Regions from separate parts of the Mus musculus genome. Here regions 1, 2 and 3 are each linked to region 4. A link is a contact called in public Hi-C and HiChIP or PLAC-seq data. All regions are on one chromosome and are shown on one strand. The core of a region is the stretch at or near the end of the contact, and the rest is flanking DNA. Distances in the headings are between cores, read along the strand shown. Region 1 has its middle 75 kb from the start of Gm24612. Region 2 has its middle 16 kb from the start of Gm24612. Region 3 holds the start of Ccl1 (chemokine (C-C motif) ligand 1). Region 4 holds the start of Tmem132e (transmembrane protein 132E).

The links. Hi-C and Micro-C count contacts between places; a contact is called where the count stands out from the background. HiChIP or PLAC-seq counts read pairs in DNA pulled down with a chosen protein or histone mark.
Region 1: a Hi-C map of cerebral cortex shows a contact between it and region 4, with 2.3 times the contacts expected there. The contact joins the enhancer-like site here to the promoter of Tmem132e in region 4. A contact is called at or near these places in 1 of 15 datasets of contacts at CTCF or cohesin (large pre-B cells), 4 of 484 Hi-C or Micro-C datasets (cerebellum, cerebral cortex and nephron progenitors), 7 of 115 datasets of contacts at active chromatin or transcription factors (craniofacial prominence, differentiating embryonic stem cells, embryonic forebrain and 4 more) and 1 of 9 other capture datasets (liver).
Region 2: a contact with region 4 is called in an H3K4me3 HiChIP or PLAC-seq map of embryonic basal ganglia, with 2.8 times the contacts expected there. The contact joins the enhancer-like site here to the promoter of Tmem132e in region 4. A contact is called at or near these places in 1 of 15 datasets of contacts at CTCF or cohesin (pro-B cells), 6 of 484 Hi-C or Micro-C datasets (cortical neurons, liver, stem cell-derived neural stem cells and 1 more), 16 of 115 datasets of contacts at active chromatin or transcription factors (the 230-238 cell line, astrocytes, differentiating embryonic stem cells and 10 more) and 2 of 9 other capture datasets (embryonic stem cells and liver).
Region 3: a contact with region 4 is called in a Hi-C map of group 2 innate lymphoid cells, with 3 times the contacts expected there. The contact joins the promoter of Ccl1 here to the promoter of Tmem132e in region 4. A contact is called at or near these places in 3 of 484 Hi-C or Micro-C datasets (embryonic stem cells and group 2 innate lymphoid cells).

Annotation. Positions count from the first base shown.
Region 1 is chr11:82,519,236-82,523,198 of GRCm38.p6, forward strand. No RefSeq gene overlaps it. Among named protein-coding and RNA genes, the nearest start is that of Gm24612, 75 kb to the right of the region's middle. Within about 2 kb of position 2,401, at least 11 of the 459 cell types and tissues checked have an H3K27ac peak or open chromatin away from gene starts, as enhancers often do. A contact at or near this core is called in cerebral cortex, where this site is marked.
Region 2 is chr11:82,577,985-82,582,100 of GRCm38.p6, forward strand. No RefSeq gene overlaps it. Among named protein-coding and RNA genes, the nearest start is that of Gm24612, 16 kb to the right of the region's middle. Within about 2 kb of position 2,212, at least 40 of the 459 cell types and tissues checked have an H3K27ac peak or open chromatin away from gene starts, as enhancers often do. A contact at or near this core is called in cortical neurons, embryonic basal ganglia, embryonic forebrain and 2 more, where this site is marked.
Region 3 is chr11:82,177,803-82,181,574 of GRCm38.p6, forward strand. It overlaps Ccl1 (chemokine (C-C motif) ligand 1), which reads right to left and starts at 2,010. Exons shown (of 3, transcript NM_011329.3): 1 at 1,867-2,010; 2 at 217-331. The coding sequence starts at 1,942.
Region 4 is chr11:82,387,094-82,390,700 of GRCm38.p6, forward strand. Tmem132e (transmembrane protein 132E) reads left to right here and starts at 1,807. Exons shown (of 9, transcript NM_001304439.1): 1 at 1,807-2,020. The coding sequence starts at 1,954. It overlaps Gm38577 (a long non-coding RNA gene), which reads right to left and starts at 347. Exons shown (of 3, transcript XR_880073.3): 1 at 1-347.

The DNA.
Region 1 (3,963 bases), core at 1,151-3,650, 130 kb after region 4:
GGCCTTGTGCACATTACCCAGCCTCAGTGTTCCCATTCATAAAAAGCTCTAATAGCAGCAGCATCCCTGGTTCCTTAGAGGAGTCAGTGGATGGAGGCATGTGCAGTGTCACACTCAGTACCTGGAACATCGTAGGTGCTCCGCATGTGCACATGTTCTCTCGACCCAAAGATTTTGAAGGAAACCTTGACAAACTTTGTCAGGGAAGCAAGAATAACTGGGTTGGGCCTCACAGCCTCTTTTCTAAGAGGCCTCTGGAGGAACGTAATGCCCTCAAATTGGTAAATTGCGTTCTTTACCGGGAGGGACACAGGGGTCCCACAGGACTGGGTGCCCAAGACATTGTAGGAGACACTTCAGCTGGATCAAGCCTTGACCTTGACTTTGGCCTTGACTGTGTCATAAGATAGAAGCAGACACCAGGAGAATAGGCTACCTCTTAAATCTTTCCTGGTCTCTGATCATCAGGCCCTTAGAGGGGCCACTGATGGCCTCAGTCCTCAGAGCTTGACTAAGGAAGGACCAGAAGTCCCCAGGGCATGAAGGACCCTTCCAATACTCTGTATGACCACATCCATACAGACAAGTGCAAGAATGCTCAGAGGTACTGTGAGCTGCAGACAGACCCAGCACCTGTTTGTGGAGCTGCCCACAGGGAAGTGTGTGGCTGGCAGGTAGGCCTCCTTTTCCTGTGTCCCCTGCTTCCTAAAGATGCTTAGACTCTGGAGGCTCCCAGGTCTCAGCCCCCAGGCTTCTCTGCACATTGTAACCTCTAAGGGATCAGAGGAGTAAGGTGGCTGTCCCATCAAGGTCCCCAGTACATCAGTCCCCAAGCCAGAAATAGTGGGTGTGGAACTCAAGCCACACCTTCTGACTCCCAAACTTCCACTCTTCCCACATGAAGGTCTGTCCCCACACCCATGTTCTCAGCAGCATGCAGACTCATGTGCACCTGGCTCTGAGGACTTCCTGGCACCAGGTCTTATTCTAGGGAACTCTTTCAGCATCTGTAGAGGAAGAAATCTATCATCCCCTTTATTAGAATGGGGAAACTGAGGCACAATGTAAGCAACTACTCCAAGAACTCATCATCAGAGCCATTGTAACTCTGAGGAGGCTAAATTAGAATCTTCAAAACATACTCTCACATGCATACTTGCACGTGCAAACTAACACACTCACACGTGTATACCATATGCATATATACATGCCTGCACACATGCATACACATTCACACATACACAATCTAATATGTACTCACATAAGACTCACAAAGGCACATGCATATATACACTCATACATGCATACATATGCACACATGTATACACACCCATGCACACATACACAAATAGGCACATAGTTACATATATACAACATATATACACACTTATAAATAAGTACACTCACATATGTGCATGCACAGAGACACACATTCACATACAGACATATGAAAATACACATGCATACATATATGTATGATGCATACTTGAATATAATGTGCACATCATACATGCATACACTCATACATGTTTAGACATATACACACACCCTAATGCATATACTAACACATGTATACACATACACTAACACACAGTTCTTAGGGAACACAGCCTGCCCTGAAAGCATTGGGATGTCCACCACTGAGAGCAGAAGTTGGCTTGGCCCTGGCTAGCCATCTTCTTAGGAAAAGCCAGACCAGACTTCCCTCCACCCTTTCCTCTTTCCCTCAAAAACAGCTGCATTCTCCTCGCTGGCTCAGTCCCCTCTTCCTGATTCCCCAGCGGTCTCTGGTAGTGTCACGAGCCATCCTGGAGGTAGGGAGGCAAGAACAGGATGAAATATATGTAACATCTTATTAGTAAAGGACATCTGAGCCTCTAATTAAAATTTGCCTAATGACCCAACTTCTCTGTCATTTTTGCTCTTGGAAACATTAATTTAAGGTGACAGGTACTTAGGCAGGGGAAAATTAATTTTTCCTTTAAAAAATTAAAGGGGAAAAGAGCGGACTGCTCCCTTATTTATTTGTCTTTAAATTTTTTATTTATTTTTCAAGTTCTCGCCCACTCTTCTCATAAAACCCGACCCTGGAGAATAGATCTGAGGGGGAGGGAGAGGAAGGACAGTGTCGGGTGGCTTGGTTGGTCCAGGTTTGCCCAGGAGCATGCTGGCTGACCCCTGGGTGGGACTCTGTGGAGCTGCTTTCTTGCAGTCCCTACTATCAATGGAATTAAGTAGGGTGGCCTGCTGCCTGCTATACCGGGGAATCCGGGAACCTCACCACCGCACCGCAACCCGGCTGTTTGATTTGGCTTAGCTGACGGTGTCTGTTTCCCCGTGAGCAGGAGCAGATGGTGGGCTCCTTTCCCGACACCAGGCTGTATCCTAGCTTCTGTCTGGGCATTTCTTCCCCAAGCAACAGACTGCAGCCTTGCAAGCTCCTCCGCCAAGCTCCTCTGCTGGGAACCACCTGTGAAGGAAGGGTTGCATCAGGCTCTGGGTTCACATGCATGGCCCCTGAGCCCATTCCTGTCCCTCCTGGCAGGGAGACAGGGGCACGAACAGGATGATGGCCCACTCTCAGTGTCTGAAAAAATGTAAAATGTTATTCTAGCTTGGTATATGTTGCTGCAGTAAAACACCAATAGCAATATAGAGGAGGAAAGGGCTTACAGTTTTCAAATTGCAAATGGCCCATTACTAAAGAAAGTCAGGGCAGAAACTCAAGCAGGAATGTGAAGCAAAAAAACATGGAGGAAAGTTGTTTGCCGGCTCCTTCCTGCTCGCTCTTAGCTGGCTTCTTACACAGCCCAGAATCACCTGCCCAAGGAATAGTGCCACCCATAGTGGGCTGAGCCTTCCTCTACCAATTAACAATCAAGATGAGCCTCCCCCACATCTCTGCCCACAAGCCTCAACCCTTTGGGAAACCACTCAAGTGACTCTAGGCTGTGGCAAGTTTGTGTTACAGATTACTAAGACACACGTAGTCTCCTTTCCCACCCCCAATATTTTAAAATTTTCAATGGTCTCTTCCTCAGCCGCCTCAGACTTCCTACCCCCACTTGATCTATCCAGAGAGCTCCCACCCCATCCTGTCCCACATCTCCAAGTCCCACTCCAGCAGCTCTTGGGTCTCATCAGTCTGCCCTACTCTGGTCCCAAGCTGCCCTTGTACTGCAACAAGTTAGTTTTGTACTGGAGTCCCTAGTGGACAGAGGGAAAGGGGAATGAGGTGGGAGAGGGGAGAGAGGGAAGAGGAATCCCTCCGAAATCTCTCTTTCCCTCTCTCGGTCCCTCACTAACCCCTTCTCTCTCTCTCTCTCTCTCTCTCTCTCTCTCTCTCTCTCTCTCTCTCTCTCTCTCTCTCTCTCTCTCTCTCCCTCTCTCCCTCACTAACCCCCTCCCTCCCTCCCTCCCTCCCTCCCTTCCTCTCTTCCTCCCTTCCTCTCTTCCTCCCCTTCCCTCTTCCTCTCTCTCTCCCCTTCTCTTCCTTTTCCCTCTCTCTCCCCCTCTTCCTCTCCATCCTCCTCTCCATCAGCCATGGCCGATGGATGCTAGGAATTCATCTTTTTTGTGCTCCCTAGAGAGCCAAGGGTAGCCCTTCTCATGATCAGACAGAGGCCTCTGACCCAGGGACCTTTTAACCACATGGCAAGCAGCAACAGAGTCTCCAGTGAGGCACAGGGGGAGGGAACAAGTTATCCTGAAAGACTCCATTTCTATACCTAGAGGTCCAGGCGAACTCACAGGGCAGGGTGAGATGTGTAAAGGCTACTATGGGATGGAGGACTGAAGACCCTTCACCCACATCCCCCTTTCCCAGGCCACAGACTATTTGGGCCTCTGCCAGGTCACCTAGGCTGCAGTGCCCATTACATGAGGATCAGGGAGGATAAGAGTTGGTGAGGCTGAAGGCAGATGAAGGAAACTGAGACCTGGAGCTGAAGTGTTGCTGTCTAA
Region 2 (4,116 bases), core at 962-3,461, 190 kb after region 4:
CATTCCTCCAGTTTCAATTACTCTGCAAGAAGTTCACCTGCTGGCAGGAGGCAGAAAAGGCATAAGACAGAGAAGATGAACTTCCCTGAGAACTGTGGTATGCTCTCAGCCTGTGCAGGGGACTGCAAAGGAGGGTCTTCTCGGCCCTATTTCAGCCAGACCCACTAAACTGCAGCCCCTGGGTTTCCTGAGCCAGGCTGAGAGAGCTGAGTAAGAAAATGGGGAACATTGAGGCTCTCAAGACAGCCAAGGCCAGAAAAGTGACCAGTGGGACCCCAAAAGATGTTGAACCCCATGCACACCCACCATGGAGGGGTGGTGCACTGAAGATGACATGGTATCTTTGAACTAAGAGGTTTCTATTACTTTTAAATAACCTTTCTACCTTTGTTCCTCTGGAGTCTGCCAGTCCTAAGGGATCCAAGAAAGGCCAGTTAGCCTTCAGGCTTCTTTCTGTCTCCTGAACTTACCAGGGTGTTGTCATTCACAGAGGTCTCCAGAACAGAGTGGTCTCAGAATCTATCGAACCCTCTACCTCTACCCTATGACAGGTATCCTATGCCATTGGGAAGTATCCCGGATAGTGAGGAATCCTGGCAGTGTGGGAGGAACTCCCAAAGCATCTCTGGGGAAGATATTAACCCTCCACGGAAGGAGCTTTCTGAATGACAGGAAGATCCAGAGCCCTGATCCGAGGAGGAAGAACAAAAATCGGCTCTCACACAGCTGCTAGCCAGGGTGCCGCCCTCGACAGTGCTCCTACAAGTGGGTGCTGAGCAGGGCAGTGCATCCACACTTCAGGAGCCCCCCCCCCAGGTTTACCTGGGTACAGCAAGGCTCTGAAGCGGCCTCTCTTCTTCCACATGCAGCCTCAGAAGCTGCTTGTGGGAGCAGAGAACCACAGGGTTCTATGTGTTGATGGCAGCCAAGGAGAAGAGACTTATTAATTTAATCCTTAAACAAATTTACAGAAATTGTCGGTGGATTTTCAGGAAACCCAGGAAAATGGTTTCTAGGGGAGCCGGCAGATTCTCCCCACTGTGTGTAGTGCGAGTCGGCAGAAATGAAGCTGCGTTATCAGAGCCCTTTCCCCAGTGCTCTCAGGCATGGAGCCCACCTTTTGGCTTACCTCCTCTCAGATTGCTCTCCATAAGCAGAGCCAGAAAACTGGCTGGGGAAGACCTGCAGCTTTCATCACTAATCCAAGGGATTAACTGGGCAAGCAAGGCAGATACTTAACTATTTGTATCACTGTTTAACGAATGGGGAAACTGAGGCAGAAAAGGATTCAGTATCTCATTGCCAGAGGTCCCACAGTTTCTTGGTGGCAGATGTAAGGTTCAAACCAGGGTGCCTGCTCCTTCCCCCCACCCCACCCCCAAAAAATCAGCATTACAACTTCTTTGTTCTACAACCTTAATCTCTCTCTCTCTCTCTCTCTCTCTCCCTCTCTCTCTCTCTCTCTCTCTCTGTTTTTGTTTTTCAAAAGAGGGTTTCTCTCTGTAGCTCTGGCTATCCTGGAACTCTCTCTGTAGACCAGGCTGGCCTTGAACTCAGAAATCCGCCTGCCTCTGCCTCCCAAGTGCTGGGATTAAAGGCGTGTGCCACCACTGCCTGGCTCTTATGTCTCTTTCTTTTGCCTTTATCAAGAAGAGAAGCCACACACCATCTTCCCATCCTCACGGGGATTCTAGGCCAACTACCCTTTCTGATGTCCTCAAGGGCAGCCTGATTGTCATCCCAGCCAGTTGCCCAGTGTCCACGCACCTTGTCACTCTGTGCCACCTGCCTCTTGGGCAATCTTTTATCCTGGTGGAATTCAGCGCTTTCTTGGAAGTTTAGTCTTCAAGAACTCAGACTTGAAGTCTTTTTCACCCACAATCCATCTGGGTCCGTGAGGCACAGCCTCTTGGATGGAATCCCAGGCCTTAGTTGGAATCTCACAGCAACTCCCCTGTTTGCTCACTAAGACTGCCGACGTCATTAGCCTCAGCTCCAGGCACTGCATTGACTCAGTCCCAGCTGAGTGCATCCCCCAACCCTAAGGAGGTTAGGGCCAGTTAACCCACTCTGAGAGGTCACTGATCCAGCACTGATAAGGAATTAGAAAAGCCCTGACCAGCCAGCAACCCTTCCCAGGCCACCGTCCCTGGTCAGACTCCAGTGCCTCCATCCACTAGAGCCCTCATTAGCATCTTAATGTGAGGAGCATATGCAATGAGGCATCAGAGAAAATCCCCGGCATTTAAATTCATTAACAGTCCCTGGAAGTCTTCAGTGCGAGGTGGAATTATCACTAAACTGCTTTTAACTTACCAGCTGTGCACTAAACTGCCAGCCATGAAGGCTGGGTGTTAGAGTCTGGCAGGAAGGCCTAGAGGGGTACTGCTGTCTGGGAGCCTAAACTCAGGGATGCCCGGGCTGCTGGCTGGAGGGCTCTGTTTCCTAGATTTCTGTTGGGCACCCTAACGATGAGTGAAAAATTCAATCAACCAGCTGGCTTGTCTGCTTAGGAACAATCAGCCGGCTCGACTGATATTGATGTGTCCGTGCTTTTCCGGTTAACTTCCATGACCCAGCTCTCTCTGCTCCAAATCTGATGGATGACAGGGAAGATGTTTCTCCACTCCCTGGAGCAGCTTCCTTCTTTCTGGCCAGCCTCTCCCAGAGTTCCATCTGATCTGCCCAAGGCATCTCCTGGCACCCTCTCCTCCCTGCTCCTGGTTTCTACCTACCCTGTTGGTCCCCCATCCTAGCAGGCAGCCTACAGTGTCAAACTCTTGCTAAGTATTGTCTTCTCTACATGCCTTGATTGACATCCCATCCCGAGGCGAATGTGTAGCCTGTGTAGACCCCAGATTATAGTCATCCCTGGCACCAAAAGCCGAGCTCAGCTAAGATCCGTGGAACCCATTAATTGATTGACGAAATCTTCTTTGCCTGTGGTGTCAATCACAGAACCTGGTGCACCGTAGTGTCTCAATAAATATTTGCTGAATAAATGTTGGGTGACAGATAAATGCTTACAGCGGGAATAAGGTGGGGTGAGGTGGTTAGGATTTAGAAATTCAATGCTCTGTTCAACAAATATTAATTGTGTGACTAATCAGAGTAAGCTATGGTTAATATTTATATTAGCCTTCCTATCTGCAAAGCCCACAGTGTGAGCTGGTCTAATTTTTGTAACAAGCCTGGGAACAGGATTCTAATATTATACTTGTTTTACAGATGGGGAAACTGAGGCCATTAATTGGCTTGCCCCAGGCTGTCTGGCATAGGAAAGCAAGGATTTGAACCTGGGAAGGCTAGATCAAGATCAATGCTCACTGGTAGGTGTTAATCAAGAGACATTATCTGCAATTTTACATTTCCAACCCCCATCCTGAAAAGTTAAAATAAGTGAGTGAGATTAATTTTTAAAGATATTTTATTTAACCTGATGAATCCAATATGTGATCTTTTCAATGCAGAGTGAACATTTAAAAGGCATTAATGAGACACTTATGTCCTCGTTTTCACACTAAGACTGGGAAATCAGTGGCCGTTTAAGGTTCACGGACCCGGCTGCATTGCTCAAAAGCCCTGTGTTGGCTGTGGCCCTGGGGAGGATGCTTCTGAGCTGCATTCAAAGCTACTATGTGCTTCTGCTCTCCAGCTTACCCCAGATCTGGACTTGGAAAACACAAGAGATGAACCAGACACAGTCCGGTTCAAGGAAGGCGTGGTTTTCTCAGTACCCAAGGCACAGCGATACCATAGAGGGTGTAGTGGCTATTCCTGGTTGTCAACTTGACTATATTTGGAATGAACTACAATCCAGAATTGGAAGGCTCACCAGTGACCCTTATCTGGAGGCTTGGAGATCCTTATCTGGATCTTGGTTTGAAGATCTTGAGTCATAGTGGCTATGGATTCCAGAAGATTGAATCTCCGAGTTTAAGGAACACACCTTTAATCTGGGCTACACCTTCTGCTGGAGACAATATAAGGACATTGGAAGAAGGGAGTCTAGCTCTTGCTCTTGCTCCTGCTCCTTCGCCTGCTTGCTGCGTGAGACTGAGTAACTGCTAGATCCTTGGACTTCCATTCACAGCTGCGACTGAACAATTGTAAGGA
Region 3 (3,772 bases), core at 760-3,259, 210 kb before region 4:
TAGCTTGGGATCTAATCATAGGCACTTTGGGGTTCAAGCAAATAAATCAGGACCCCCCCCCCCTTCCTGGGAAGCCCCACGCCCCCTAGTGTCACTCTACACCTTAGATTGCCTGGTTGGGTTTAGACTCCCTTTTCTTGTGGAACAGCGCCATCTAGTGTGTACTATTCTCAATTCCGTCAATATTATCTCTCCCCTGGCTAGTGGCTCACTCACACCACAGCTGGGGGATCAGGACAGGAGGAGCCCATCTTTCTGTAACACTGGATAAACTTCAGGGGAAGCTCTTTCTTCAAGGTGTTCAAGCAGCAGCTATTGGAGACCGTAAGCACTAGAAGAAAAGCACAAAAAAAGACCATTCATTAGCAACCATAGCCTCTCACCCACAACAGAATTAAAAAGCAAAACCAGCCAAGTCCTTCCTAGGACAGACTCAAGCATGGAGACCACATCCCGAGGGCTGCAGTGCAGCTCTGTCTCAGCAGCAACACATTTCTAGGATGGAGACAACAATCATAAGACTGGGGAGGGGCGTCAGATGTGAGCACCCTACAAACCAGCAGGTGGTGGGGACAGAAACCACAAGCCTGCCTGAGCCATGGCTCAGCACACACTCCTGCACATACGGTGAGACTCTTCCTACCACATATACAAACCCCTTCAGTCCCAGTCTCCCAGCACAAGTGCGTGGCTCTGTGTACTGTGCTAGTACTTAAGCTCGGGGCTCTGGCCTCACATCCTAGAGGACCTGTTATCCCATCGCATGCAGGACATTGTAGTTCTTGGTTCACAGACATGGGGCTGGGTGAGGAACTCCACAAGGGCTCAGAAGGAAAAGGGGGTATTCCCAAAAAGTGGCTGGTCCACTCGCCCACACAATCTTCCACATTCCCATCCTTGGCCCTCCCCTCTTTCAGGGACCAGTAACCCCCAGTCTGCTGATTTGTACGCTCTCCTCCCACATCCCACCTTCAACATCCCTGTGTTCTAACCCTGGATCCTTCCTGTCTCGCTGTTCACAGAAACTTGCAGGTCCCCTGACCTCAGGTTGGTATTTTCCGAACAATCTAGAACATGGATTCCAGTTTATCCATACAGAAAACATCTTTAAGAGATATAATAGTTATCTGGCTGTTCACTCCTGTGGTCCTTCCTTCAGCCCCTGCCTGTCATCTGTCACACTGGAAATCAGTCTTAGTCCCTCCTCTGGACTTCAGGGATCCTAATTTGTTTTAAACAACCCCATAGGCCCTTCCAGTTGTCTGTAGGGTGAGGATCAAAATTATCTTCCACACACTAAAGCCACTTCATCTAGAAGGAGGAGGATGAAGAGGAGGAGGAGGAGGAGGAGGAGGAGAAAGGAGAAAGGAGAAAGGAGAAAGGAGAAGGGAGAAGGGAGAAGGGAGAAAGGAGGATGAGGAGGAAGAGAAAGGAGAAGGGAGAAAGGAGGAGAAGGAGAAGGAGAAGGAGAAGGAGAAGGAGAAGGAGAAGGAGAAGGAGAAGGAGAAGGAGAAGGAGAAGGAGAAGGAGAAGGAGAAGCTCCTCCCAGAACAGGGCCAGTCTTGGAACCCCATCAAGAGGATGCTGGCCCAGGTCTGTCTCTGCAGCCACCTAGTTCTAGGATTAGCAAAAGAATCAGAGGAATGGGTTTCAGGTCTGAGCTCCCCACCACGAAGTAGATGTGTGCTCCCAGTCCATAACCTTCCTCCACGCCCAGCGTCCCTATCCCATTACTGCCCGCCATTCATCTCCAGATAGGGACAGAAATGAAGCCAATGATGTCTAGGTAAGCTCTGTTCCCAGCCCAGAGTGCCTGCCTATACATCTCCCCTCCCTGGGCCCAAGCACTAGGACCCCATTACTCACTGCTCTTGCTGTCAACATCCTGTATCCACACGGCAGCCAGCAGCAGGCACATCAGTGCCATGGCAGTGGGTTTCATGGTGATAAGTTTCTGTCTCAAGCCTCTCTAGAGCAACCGCCGAATGTCTGGTGGAGCCAAGAACTCTCTCCTGCCTCACCCTGTACTGAGCTTTTATCAGAAGGCCCGGGGTGCTTTCCCAGACCATGGAGAAGAGGTGGGAGTCCCAGGGAAAAGGAACTCATACCCAATGGCCACATGGAAAACTCCTTTTCTCACCTCTCCTGGGAGGAGGGGGGCGTATTCGAGGTATGTTTGGGTGCCTAGTGGCCTTGGGAACTTCCCCAAGTGCAGAAGCAGATACCAATCTTTACGTTCTTGACAAAATACGTGGGAGCTGTCCTGGCTGAGTGGAAAGTCAAAAAAGGTGAGAGAGAGAGAGGAAGTGGCCCGTACACAGCTTGTCTAACCCACATCATTCCATTCAAAGCAGCTACAGGCCTTGGAGAAGGACAGAGCAGAGAAGGTACAATCTGCATCAAATGGAGCTTGTGTCTGGGTTCTGGCTCTGCCAATCAGCCATTGCACAAACTTCTCTAAGCTGCACATCCCTACAAAATGGAACTAGTAACACATCTCAAATCCGGGTGGTAAGAATGAAATGCAGAGCTGGGGAGATGGCTCAGTCAGCAAAGTACCTGCTACACAAGTGTGAGGACCAGAGTTTGATTCCCAGAACCCGCATACAGAGCAGGGGTAGTGGAATGATCTTGTAACCCCAGAGCTGGAGAGGCTGACCGGCTGATCCCTGGAGCTGCCTGGTTTGCCCGCTGAGCCTAGTTGGAGACCTCCAGGCCAGGGAGAGAACTTATCTCAAAAAGCAAAGTCGTTCACATGCACATAGACACATGTATGCACACCTACATACATGTACACACACACACACACACACATACACACACATACCACAGGTTGATCCTGTCTGTCTAACGTTTGGCCAACACATTTGCTATTAGTTTTATTTCTTTGTTCCCCAGCCCTTTCACAGCTTACTCTGATCCAGACCCTTGCTTGGTTACCCTTGGGACAATTGCCAATGGGGGCAAAGCCTGACCTGAGCCATCTTGCTTCAACCTATAGACAAGCCATGGAGAGCCATCCAACACAACAACGGCTCATTCAAGACAGATCTGTCATGTGGGGGGCACAGGAGAATGTTGGGGACACCCAGGGACTTCAGAGGACCCTTTCCAGACAGTGTTCTATAAGTACCATGTCCTGCAGGCTGCTGTGAAGACAGCACGTCAGGCAGGGGAAGGAGTCTGGAAAAGCCAAGTACAGAGGAACACCCTTCACTCAGCATCATGGAGAAAGCTAGAGCATGGGATGTAGATGCAGATGGGGTTGTGCAGCCAGATAAAAACAGTATATGCAGTGGGCAGTACTTGGGATAAGCAGCTCATAGGAGGCCCTCAAGAAAAAGCAGCTAAGCTTTCTGGCATTGGCATCATGGGGCCTATACACAGTGGGTTGGCTATGCTAACCTATGTTGACCTTAGCCTGTGCAACTGAAAAACCTTCAGTGTTTGTTGCCAACTGAGTGTAACTACTAGATAGTTAGAACTCTTCCCAAATAGTCAAGCTTCAGTCATCCATTTTGCTCTCCTATATCCACCATCTCATCCTTACTGTAACATCGACCTGACCACCTTCCCAGCCAACTCCCTCTGTGCCCAATCTGCTCATTTCAAACACCCTTCCTCCAATAAAAGTCATTTGCCAACCCCTGCGGGCAAATCTCAGCCTCCTTTAAGCCCCTGTGCCTGGATGGCAATCGGAAGTCCTTGTCTTCCCGCATCTCTCCACTGAGGCTCGCTCCGTGCTACCGTGGCATGTCTGAGCTGAATGAGC
Region 4 (3,607 bases), core at 557-3,056:
CCGGCACCCTGCGGGGAGCTGGCATTCCCTGAAAAGGGACCTCGGTCGGCTTCGGCTGTGGCGTCTGCTCAGGAGAACCGCAGTCGCAGCAGCCGACCGACCCCTCTCGGATCGCACCAACCTTAATCTCAGAGGGGGAAAAAAATTAAATGTAAAGCGGAGTAGAACTGAACGGCGAGGCCAGCCCTGGGCCGGCTCTCATTAAGGAGCCGCGCGCGCCCCCAGGCTGGGAATGCGGAATGGACACGTGGACAGACAGGGGAGCCGGGGGAGGGGGAAGTCTCCGTGGCGCGCGAGCCGTGGGCTGCGCGCTCCGGGGCCACGTGATCACGGGGAATCTGGGAGGGGAGGGAGGAAAAGGGAGCGAGCGCGCCAAGCTGGGCGCCCGCCCGCTACGGTCCTGGTGGGCGCTGGATGCCGGACCGAGGAGGAGGGCAGCGAGCATCAGTGTGTGTGTGTGTCTTTCTTCAACCATTTACCGAGGAGCGCCGTGGAGGTGGCAGCGACTGCTTCGGTCAACTGTGGCTCCCCCGCCTCTTTTTTTTTTCCTCTGGTCCTTGATTCTTCTTCTTCCCCAACCCCACGTCCAAGGAGAGCTGGACCCCTATCGGCATCTCTATCTTTTCTAGGCCGCCTAGGTACCCGCTGCTGCCTCTCCGGCCAGGGGCTGCGCAGGTGCGGTTGCCTTAGCCCACTGGCCGCGCTCCCGCTTCTTGCCACCCGTAGCTGGGACTGGAGCGGCGATCTACTCGCCCAGACTGACTCCGAAAGAGCGACAGCCTGTGCCCTGCCGCACCGAGGCAACGGGCGAGCGGGTGTCCAGGGGCAAGGCGGGGGTGATGGGTAGGACGAGGGATCGGAGACTGTGAACCTCGGAAAAGTTCAAGGTTTGTGTAGGTTCCCCCGGGAAAGCGAGGAGAGGTGTGAGGCGGGGCAAGGTACCCCTGTGCTGAGACAGCGACACCCTACCGGAGAGGAAAGAAAAGGGTAGCCGGTGCTGCCGAGGGCTGACCACCCCATCTCTCATCCTACAACGCTTACGGGCTGGATACTGGAGGAGACGCTCTGGGAAGAAACGGCTCGAGCTGGGGCGCCTTAGCTGGCGCTTCCGCTCCTTCGCTTCTCCTAGCTTCATCTCCATGGGGCAGCGAGTGCCTAGAGCTCCACCCTTGCTCCAGCCACCGAACCCCAGCCTGGCCAGGCGGCGCCGAGTTGGCCTGTGCTAGCGCAGACCCCGGTCGAGACTGGAGAGAGTGCTGGAGTCCAAGACCGAGCACTGCGAAGGGACAAACATCTGGTCCCCCACCTCAGACGTTTCGTCTGGGCGTCGCCTAGGGTGGTGGCGACCCGCGTCGCCTGTCTCATCCCTGCAAGGAAACTTTTCCTTCCCCGGATGGATTAAAGTTGCCTGGATTTTCTCTCTTTGCGAAAGAAATCATCCGTTTCCTCCCGACCTGGGATTTTCCCTACTGCTGCAGGGCGCTTGGGAGAGGAAGAAAGCCGCGCTGTGCATGTGGGGTTACCACCGAAACCGAGGCGATTCGAGTTCGCGTTGGGGTTCTGTACCTACGAGCGAGTACGGATCTGAGCGGCGCGGCGAGGCCAGGGGCTTCGGCACGCGGCCCTCGGCAGCCACCGGGACGTTGGTGGCCACCGGGCCCTGGGACCGCACGTGCGGCTCCCCCCTCTCCTCGCAGATCCTGCAGGGGGCACCAGCCCGGGGAGGTGGAGACTCCTCCCGCCCCGAGCTGCGCCCCCGCCGGCTCCGAGGGTGTAGCCGGTGGTGCCCGGGACGCCCCTCCCCTCAAAGTGTCCCCGAATTGCGCTTTCTGGCCCCCGAAGCCTCAACAGACACAGCTGGGCGCCAGTGAGTTGGAGGCGACCGAGCCCAGCCTGAGACCAATTCGCCGTGGATCTCTACACCCTCGGACCCCTCCTGCCCCCGCTTCGGCCATGGCCCCAGGGATGTCGGGCCGCCGCGGCGCCGCCCTACTCTGCCTCTCTGTGCTGCTCGCCCACGGTAAGTGTCGCGGCGCAGACTCGGGGTGAAGATGCGGCGGGCGCCCCTGGAGGGGGCGCAGAGAGAACCGAAGGAAGGAGCACCTCATCCCAGTGTTCCCCTGGACTCTCCGCCGTCGCTACCAGCACGGTTCCCGGCTGCAGCGGGAGTCCGCTGAGGGGACCGAGGTCGGTCCAGGGGAGATTGGGGCGGGGGGGGGGTAGATTCCTCGGTCTCAGAGTTAGAATTCAGGGAAAAACCCGAGACCCTGGGGGCGTGTCAGCTCACGGATATCTAGAGGGGTGCGAGAGATCAGCTAGGTCGAGTCTCGGGTACCCGGCCGCAGCTCCCCATGCAGCGCGAGGGGCTGGGGACCACTGGGACCGGCGAGATCGCGGCTTCCGGGCCCGGCGCGCAGGCGGGTGCGGGCCGTGCCGCCGGCTGTCTGGCTTCCTGCGGCGGGCCTAGGACAGGGACGCGCACGGTTGGGGCCCGGGAGGCTTGTGAGCAGCATCTCAATGGCCGGCCGGCTCGCAGAGCAAGTCGGGCGGGGGTCTGGGCAGCGGGCGCGGGCCGGGAGACTGGCGGCGCGCGAAGGCAGCGGGGCCGCGCTCCAGCGTTCTGCAATCTGTTGCGTCTGCTCCCCAGGCTCGCCCTGGGCTCTGGGCTCTGCCGGAAAGGGGTGACGGAGGGAGGAACCCGGGGATGGTGCGCCCCAGCAGTGAGATGGGGGATATGAAGGTTGGAGGCAGGGGGTAGTAGGACAACCTCCCCCACCCAGAGTGGGAACTCAAGATGAGCCAGGAGGGCGCTGCGGCGGGCTTCCGCAAGCTGGAGATGCTCCAGGAGGAGAGGGGCGCAAACCTAAACGAGAGAAAGGGAGCTGTGGAAGCAAGGGGGCAGGGGCGGCGGGGAAGCGGCCCTCTGCTGCGCCCAAGTGAAACCAGCTGACCCGGGACAATTCCCCAACCAGCAAAGGACTAGCTAGGGATATAAGACTCTGATGCCCCACTCCCGAGAGGGTGAGCCAAGGACAGAATTGGAGAAGGCCTTAGTGGAGCGAGCCATCTGGATGTTTGAGAGAACCGTCCGTTTGTAGTGGTCAGCTTTTGCCCGAATCTGTGCAGTCCCTGGCAGCCTGATTTGAGTGTGCTGTGAACCTCCCCACGGTCTCTTAATTCGTTTTTGCTCCGCAACGAACCCCCCTCCGCGCCCCTCGCCCCGAGTAGGGTGTATTTTCAAGGTTGAAAGAGTAAAGAGAAAGTGGTCTCAAGGAATCATAGGGCCCAAGAGCTAGGAGGCAGAAGGGAACAAGCTGAAGCTCCTCTGGGTGTCTGGGTTTCTCCTGCTGTGGAGTAAGCTGTTTTGCCTTTGGTTGGATTCCCTGGGGATTGCTTTTCTCTTGATTCTTCACGGGAGCAATGAGCAGGCATTGACCAGCAGGAATAAGGTATGGAGTTGTGACTAGGGATGCAGCCAGAGAGAAATCTTCATCCCGCCCCCCCCCCCAGGATGGTTGACAGTGGGTAAGGGTAAGACAGCTGTGTGGGGCTGGTGGAGTCCTAAAGCTCAGCCTAGCAGGCTTCTTGTCTAAGCATGGCTCTTGCC